2 separate regions of the Pan troglodytes genome follow, and region 2 is linked to region 1. Evidence: chromatin contacts called from public capture Hi-C data. All regions are on one chromosome and are shown on one strand. Each heading gives the region's core, a stretch centred on a gene start, on an enhancer-like site or on the middle of the called end of the contact. The rest is flanking DNA. Distances are from core to core; before and after follow the strand shown.

Region 1 (3,022 bases), core at 308-2,807:
CACCTGAGCTGTGCATTCTGTCTAGCAGGAAGCAATCAAAATAGAAAGTCCTGGCCAGGCGCGGTGGCTCATGCCTGTAATCCCAGCACTTTGGGAGGTTGAGGAGGGCAGGAGTTTGAGAACAGCCTGGCCAACATGGTGAAACCCCATCTCTACTAAAAACACAAAAAGTAGCCAGGCATGGTGATGGGTGCCTATATTCTCAGCTACTCGGGAGGCTGAGGCACAAGAATCGCTTGAACTCGGGAGGCAGAGGTTGCGGTGAGCCGAGATTGTGCCATTGCACTCCAGCCTGGACGACAGAGTGAGACTCGTATCAAAAAAAGGAAGAAAGAAAGTCCTGTCATGGGAGAAATTAACTCTAGCAACAAGTTAGTCTTAGGAAAATAAGTAAAACAAACACTAAGCCGAGAACATTAAATGAGTCTGTTTGGTCTGTTTAGCTTTTTCATGGCTTTGACTTTGACCTTGGAGCCCCACTAGTTCCCTTAGCGAGCATTCTTTGAGGGCCTGCTGTGCTCAGAGGCTGCGTGCGCCAGGCGCTGGAAGCCAGGATGGAAGTGGGAAGCTTGCCTTCAGCGGTGAACGGGGTCGGGGGAATTTGTGTTCCCGTTCTCCTTAAGAAGCTTGTACCAATGTTCTTTCCCTCTTCTGCAGTCAGCTGCCCAGCCTCACCTGTGTGATGGGACATTTGATTTTGAATTGGGTTTCTTTTTTAACATAGTCAAGTTAGCTGACACAGTGCAGCTACTTTGATTGAAATAGGCCCCTGTTGTTTGGATTTCACTTTTTGTGTGGCCTTCACTAGGACCCCAACTGGTCCCTAACCAGATGTCACCGTCAGCACACAAATCATGACCACCCTCCCCAGACCCAAGGCGGCCTCGCTGGGACGCAGGCATTCCTTCCGGAACTCGCCTTGGGCCGCCCATTCTCACTCCTGCTCTTTCTTCTGTCCATGAAGTCCCCCTGGGCCCCGCACCCTCCCTCCACCCACACACCCCTACCCCTGCTCTCTTCTCTGCTTCTTAAAATTCTGTTCATCCTTAAGGCCCAGCTCCAGTGCCATTCTCAGACCCTCCAGCTACTTCCAGCTCTTTCCTCCAGCACTGTCCAGCACTTGCCATGTTGAAGCCTCTTTTATGGTATCCACCACGTGTGGCTTTGAAGAGGAGTGATGTGTGCACCTGTTCCGTCTCCCATGATGTTAGCAGCTCTTCAAAAGCAGGATTTGTTTCATTTTGGTCTTTTTTTATGTGGGAGGATCACAGCAGCTGTTGGAATAAATGATTGAGAAAATGAAAAATGAGCACACAGTCCTCCTCTTCATGTGGAAATGCTGGTCCTGTTTACCTGCGTGAGAACCCAGAGTTTCATGAGCTGCTTCATGAGCCGATGAGATCTGAAGCCATGAAGGCGAGCTGGAGCCCAAGTGCAGGGCCCGCCCAGGCACCAGCTGCCATGCACGTGGCGGAGGAGCTTGACAGCTCTGGGAACTCTGCAGGTGTCCTCCCGCCGGCGAGGCAGGGGCTCATTCCCCTGGCCATGTGGTGGGCACAGGGGGGTGTGGGAAGGCGAGAGAGGGGCAGGAAAGGGAACTGGGGGCAGTGATGAAGAGCAGAGCCTCCTAGACACAGGTTTCCTAGAGGAGACTTTCTCAGCCCAGTGCTATTGATATGTGGGCCCTGGCATGTTTGTCGTGGGGATGTCCTGTGCCTTAAAGGATGTGTGTCAGCATTGCGGCCTCTACTCTCTAGACGCCAGTAGCACTCCCTCAGGCTGTGACAACCAGGGAAGTCTCCCAGTATCGCCAAATCCACCCCTCTCCCACTGAGAACCCCCGTTCTAGAGAGAAAAGAAACGTGAAGCTGTTGATCAGTTCTGGGTCATTGCACACCCCCCATGCTTGGTTTACTTAAACTTTTTGTTCTCCTGTGCTCCTATTCCTGTATTTTTTCTCTCAGCCTAAACTACTGTTTTAGGGCAGATGAGCTTCCAATATGCTCTAACGGGCCGAAGTCAAAAGAAGGCCTGTTGGAAGGAGGAAGGGATTTCATGGAAGCAACAGGCCGCGTGGCATAGGATTCCTCACCCAGGCCTGGTGGCAGAAAGGTTTGAATTTTAGCTCCGTGGCTTTCAAGTGCTATAACCTCAGGCAAGCCACATAATTTCTCTAAGCTTCCGTTTCTCCCTCCGTTCCCTGGGGATGCGCTAGCACCAACACATGGGCTGGGTGTGAGTAACACGTAGATAATGCTGAGAAGGTGCTTGGTGCCATGCCTGGCCTGCAACGTGGGAAGACCAGCCCCGTGGCCCTTGGAGGCCATCAGCTACTCTCTGCTCCCTTAGCTTTATTTTGCTGAATGTTCTCTTCCAGCCTTGCATCTCCAGACAGGCTTCCTTTACCCACACATGGCACAGCCTGGCTGCCAGCCCGAGGTCTAAAAGACCTGGTGGTTCCGACACCCACTCGGCTAGCCCCGTCTCTGTGTCCCAACTTCAGAGTCACAGTGGATAGGCAGAGAGGCCTGGGTGGCCTTGTTCAAGACACTGTCCAGTCTTGGTCCATTCTGTAAGCTGATGACAGGGAGAGCCCCCCCACCCCCAGGCCACACCATTCAAGATGCAGAGGCAATAGGCCACATGACAAGTCCAGTTCCATTACCCAAGATGACCATTAGCAGTTCTGCGAGGCTTTCGCTAACGTGAATTTCTCCTCTGCATCTTCACAGCATTCTTTTTTTTTTTTTTGAGACAGTCTCGCCCTGTCACCTGGGCTGGAGTGCAGTGGCACGATCTCGGCTCACTGCAACCTCCTCCTCCCGGGTTCACACAATTCTCCTGCCTCAGCCTCTCAAGTAGCTGGGATTACAGATGCACACCACCACACCCAGCTAATTTTTTGTATTTTTAGCAGAGATGGGGTTTCACTATGTTGGCCAGACTGGTCTCGAACTCCTGACCTTGTGATCCGCCCGCCTCAGCCTCCCAAAGTGCTGGGATTACAGGTGTGAGCCAGCGC
Region 2 (3,022 bases), core at 308-2,807, 84 kb before region 1:
GTCGTCTTGCCCATCCCTCAGGTTTCTGTCTGAAGCTTTATAATAAATGATGGTAATTTGATTACAAAAGAGAAAGATACCATCATTTTATATTGTGGCTGTGGTGGCGTTTCTAACATCTCTATTTACAAAAGGAGAGATTTTAAAATTAGTTTAAGCTGGATGGCTGAAGCAGTGCAGCAAATGAATTAGATTTTTTGTGTTTTTGAAAAGGCTACAAAAATTGTGAGAGCTGTTCCTGGAATGGCCTTTTGAAAATCCCCTTGCATCCTGGAAGAAGGATGAGCGGATGGCTCTAAATCTGGCATTGTTGGACCAATCGAGCCAAGACGGGGTTTGTTGACAGGAATGTTGCTGAAGAACCACATGGAGTTGAGCTGTTTGCCTTCAGATTTAGCAGTTGTTTAGACAAGCAGGACTCTTTATTCTTGCTCAGACCTGAGTGAGCTGAGCCTCAAGGTTGAAAAGTAAAAAGGAGATGTAAGGGAAAAACAGTTCTTTCTCAACCTATATTTCTGTGCGGTATATTGACTTTCCTTCAGAATTTTCTTTGTTCTGAAAACTATTTCTTCCCATTCTGCTGCCTCAAGGATTCTTCTTTTAGAATTTTTTTGTAGTTTCATTATCCACTCTTTGTTTCGCCAAAAACAAAGCAAATAATAACAACAACAATATCAACAACAGCACAAAAACTGGATATACCTCCCCCTGAAAATAAACAAATAGAAACATTCAGGGGAACTGCCCCCCCGGTTGGAAACACCAGTCTAGGCCCCTTGGAAATGTCTTGGTGGAGGTCCCAAAGGTCTCAGGAGGACAGAGGACCTCGACATTTATTGAGTGCCTAATGTATAGGAACTTTAGGAAACCAACATTTATTGAGTGCCTACTGTGTATTTTCTTTAGGAAACCAACATTTATTGACTGCCGCTAGGTATCAACTTTAGGAAGCAACATTTATTATGTGCCTACTATGTACCAACTTTACAAAGCCAACATTTACTGAGTGCCCACCACACATCAACTTTAGGAAACTAAATTTATGGAGTGTCTACTATGTATCACTTTTAGGAAACCAACATTTATGGAGTACCTACTGTGTATCACCTTTAGGAACTCAACATTTATTGAGTACCTACTTTGTATCAACTTTTAGAGCTCTAGAAATGGCAATATTCCCATTTTACAGATGAGGAAACAGAGGCTTCAAGGTCACTCAGCTAAGAAGTGCAGAATTTGAATCTAGGTTTGCCCAACCTTGGTTTTTTTCTCTATATAAAGAGAGCAGTTGAGTGGTCTGGGCCACCAAGAAGAGGTGGCAAAATATACTCCGGTGGCCATCACAGAGCTCATAGGAAGGAAGATAGGCCAGGCTTATTTCTTACTCTCCCAGAGGAGGCCATTTTGATGCCTGTGATACTTGGACTTTTTTTTACCTACTTAGCACAAGTAACGATTACACGTGCAGCTTTAAGAGAAATGACCTAGTAATGTTGAGCTGGACTGCTCTGCCTCTTTGCCGACCCTCAGTCTCTGAGTCCCGCTCCACCCCTGGGGGCCAATTTTTGAGCAGCAAGTGGGCCTTAGACTTTGTAGCACTGGCCTGGAATTAACTGGGAGCGTGTCCCTGCTACTGCCTCTGACATGAATGAGCCTTGCATACCACGAGAATTTCAGTTTTACCTACTTAGAAGAGGGATAGTGCAGTTTGCCGTTGTATTTACGGTTCATGAAACTCATGATTTTCTAATAAAGGCTGGTGAAGGTGCCTAGGGTAGAAGTAGCAAATGCTCCCAGCAGTCCCATCCGTACAGCTGGGAGCACTGTTGTGCGCCACGGCACGGAAGTTTCTGAAGGTGACACTTGCCCATGTTCATTATGGCTTAGAAAGGAAGCCCAGTATTCGGGATTCCTCACCTCCCTGGTAATATGGAACCCGCTTTGATCGGGGCCGAGTGGCCGGCTGTGAGCATGGGAGGGGAGGGAAGGAAAATGAGTCATCGTGAGGCAAAAGGTGTGCAGTGACTTCTTTGAACAGAAAGTTTTCTTCCATTTAAGAAGAATAACAATCAAAAATGGACAAAAGTTATTAAACCCATTTCCTGGGTTTAAAAAAAAATTGTGGTTGTAGAAAATGAAAGCATAAAAAATCAAGTCCATGTAAGCTTGAAAAGAAACCTGCAGTGGTGGATTTGCACATCGGCCTTAATTGGCCCAATTGACCTTCTCTGCTGTATTTACAATTGCCTTAAAATTGTAAGCAGATGTTTGAAACCCCATCTTTAATAGGTCTCCAACATCTGTTTCACCACTGCTGCTGCCCACCAAAGCAGTTGTAATTAGGGAGCACCGAATGCATACATCTTTCCTTATGGACCCAATCGATCGGATTTCTCCCCACGGTATTAAAGTCGACCCTGATTCTTGCTTTTATTTGAATACATTTTGCAATATATTTTCTTACACAGGACAGTATCCAGCCAAGTACAAAAAAAAAAAAAAAAAAGATAGTCGTTCTCCATACTGAATTGTTAAGATCATGTCTGTATAAGTCACTGACCGTGAGTGACAAAGATGTTCACACATACAAGCACAAAACCCTGAAAACAGTGAAAGCTTTTGTTCTTTCCTGTGGCCTGTGTATTCTAAACTAGGTGTTTCCTGCAGAAATGATCAAAGGTAAAATGTGGGCATCTTAGAAGGTGGGAGGAAGCATTATTTATTTATTTATTTATTTATTTATTTATTTATATTTTAATCAATAGACTTCACTTCTTAGAGCAGTTTAAGGTTAACAGAAAAATTGAACAGAGTATAGAGTTCCCATATACTCCCTCCCTGTCCTTCTGTCTCGCCCGCCGAATCCCCCTCCGTTTCCCCCTATTATTAACATCTTTCATTAGTGTGGTACATTTATTACAATTGACGAGCTTCTCTTCATAAATTGTTGTTGAAGTCCATCAGTTCCATGACGGCTCATTCCTCGTGCTGCGGAGTTCTATGGGTGTTGCCAAATGTATAG

Evidence for each region. Capture Hi-C pulls out chosen DNA fragments and counts their contacts.
Region 2: a capture Hi-C map of stem cell-derived neural stem cells shows a contact between it and region 1, with 2.2 times the contacts expected there. The contact joins two enhancer-like sites. A contact is called at or near these places in 1 of 7 Hi-C or Micro-C datasets (stem cell-derived neural progenitor cells) and 1 of 1 other capture datasets (stem cell-derived neural stem cells).

What each region holds. Positions count from the first base shown.
Region 1 is chr22:37,463,131-37,466,152 of NHGRI_mPanTro3-v2.0_pri, reverse strand. The region is part of intron 8 of HLCS (holocarboxylase synthetase); the gene reads left to right. Among named protein-coding and RNA genes, the nearest start is that of SIM2, 62 kb to the right of the region's middle. Within about 2 kb of position 1,557, at least 1 of the 24 cell types and tissues checked has an H3K27ac peak or open chromatin away from gene starts, as enhancers often do. A contact at or near this core is called in stem cell-derived neural stem cells, where this site is marked.
Region 2 is chr22:37,547,011-37,550,032 of NHGRI_mPanTro3-v2.0_pri, reverse strand. The region is part of intron 6 of HLCS (holocarboxylase synthetase); the gene reads left to right. Among named protein-coding and RNA genes, the nearest start is that of HLCS, 140 kb to the left of the region's middle. Within about 2 kb of position 1,557, at least 2 of the 24 cell types and tissues checked have an H3K27ac peak or open chromatin away from gene starts, as enhancers often do. A contact at or near this core is called in stem cell-derived neural stem cells, where this site is marked.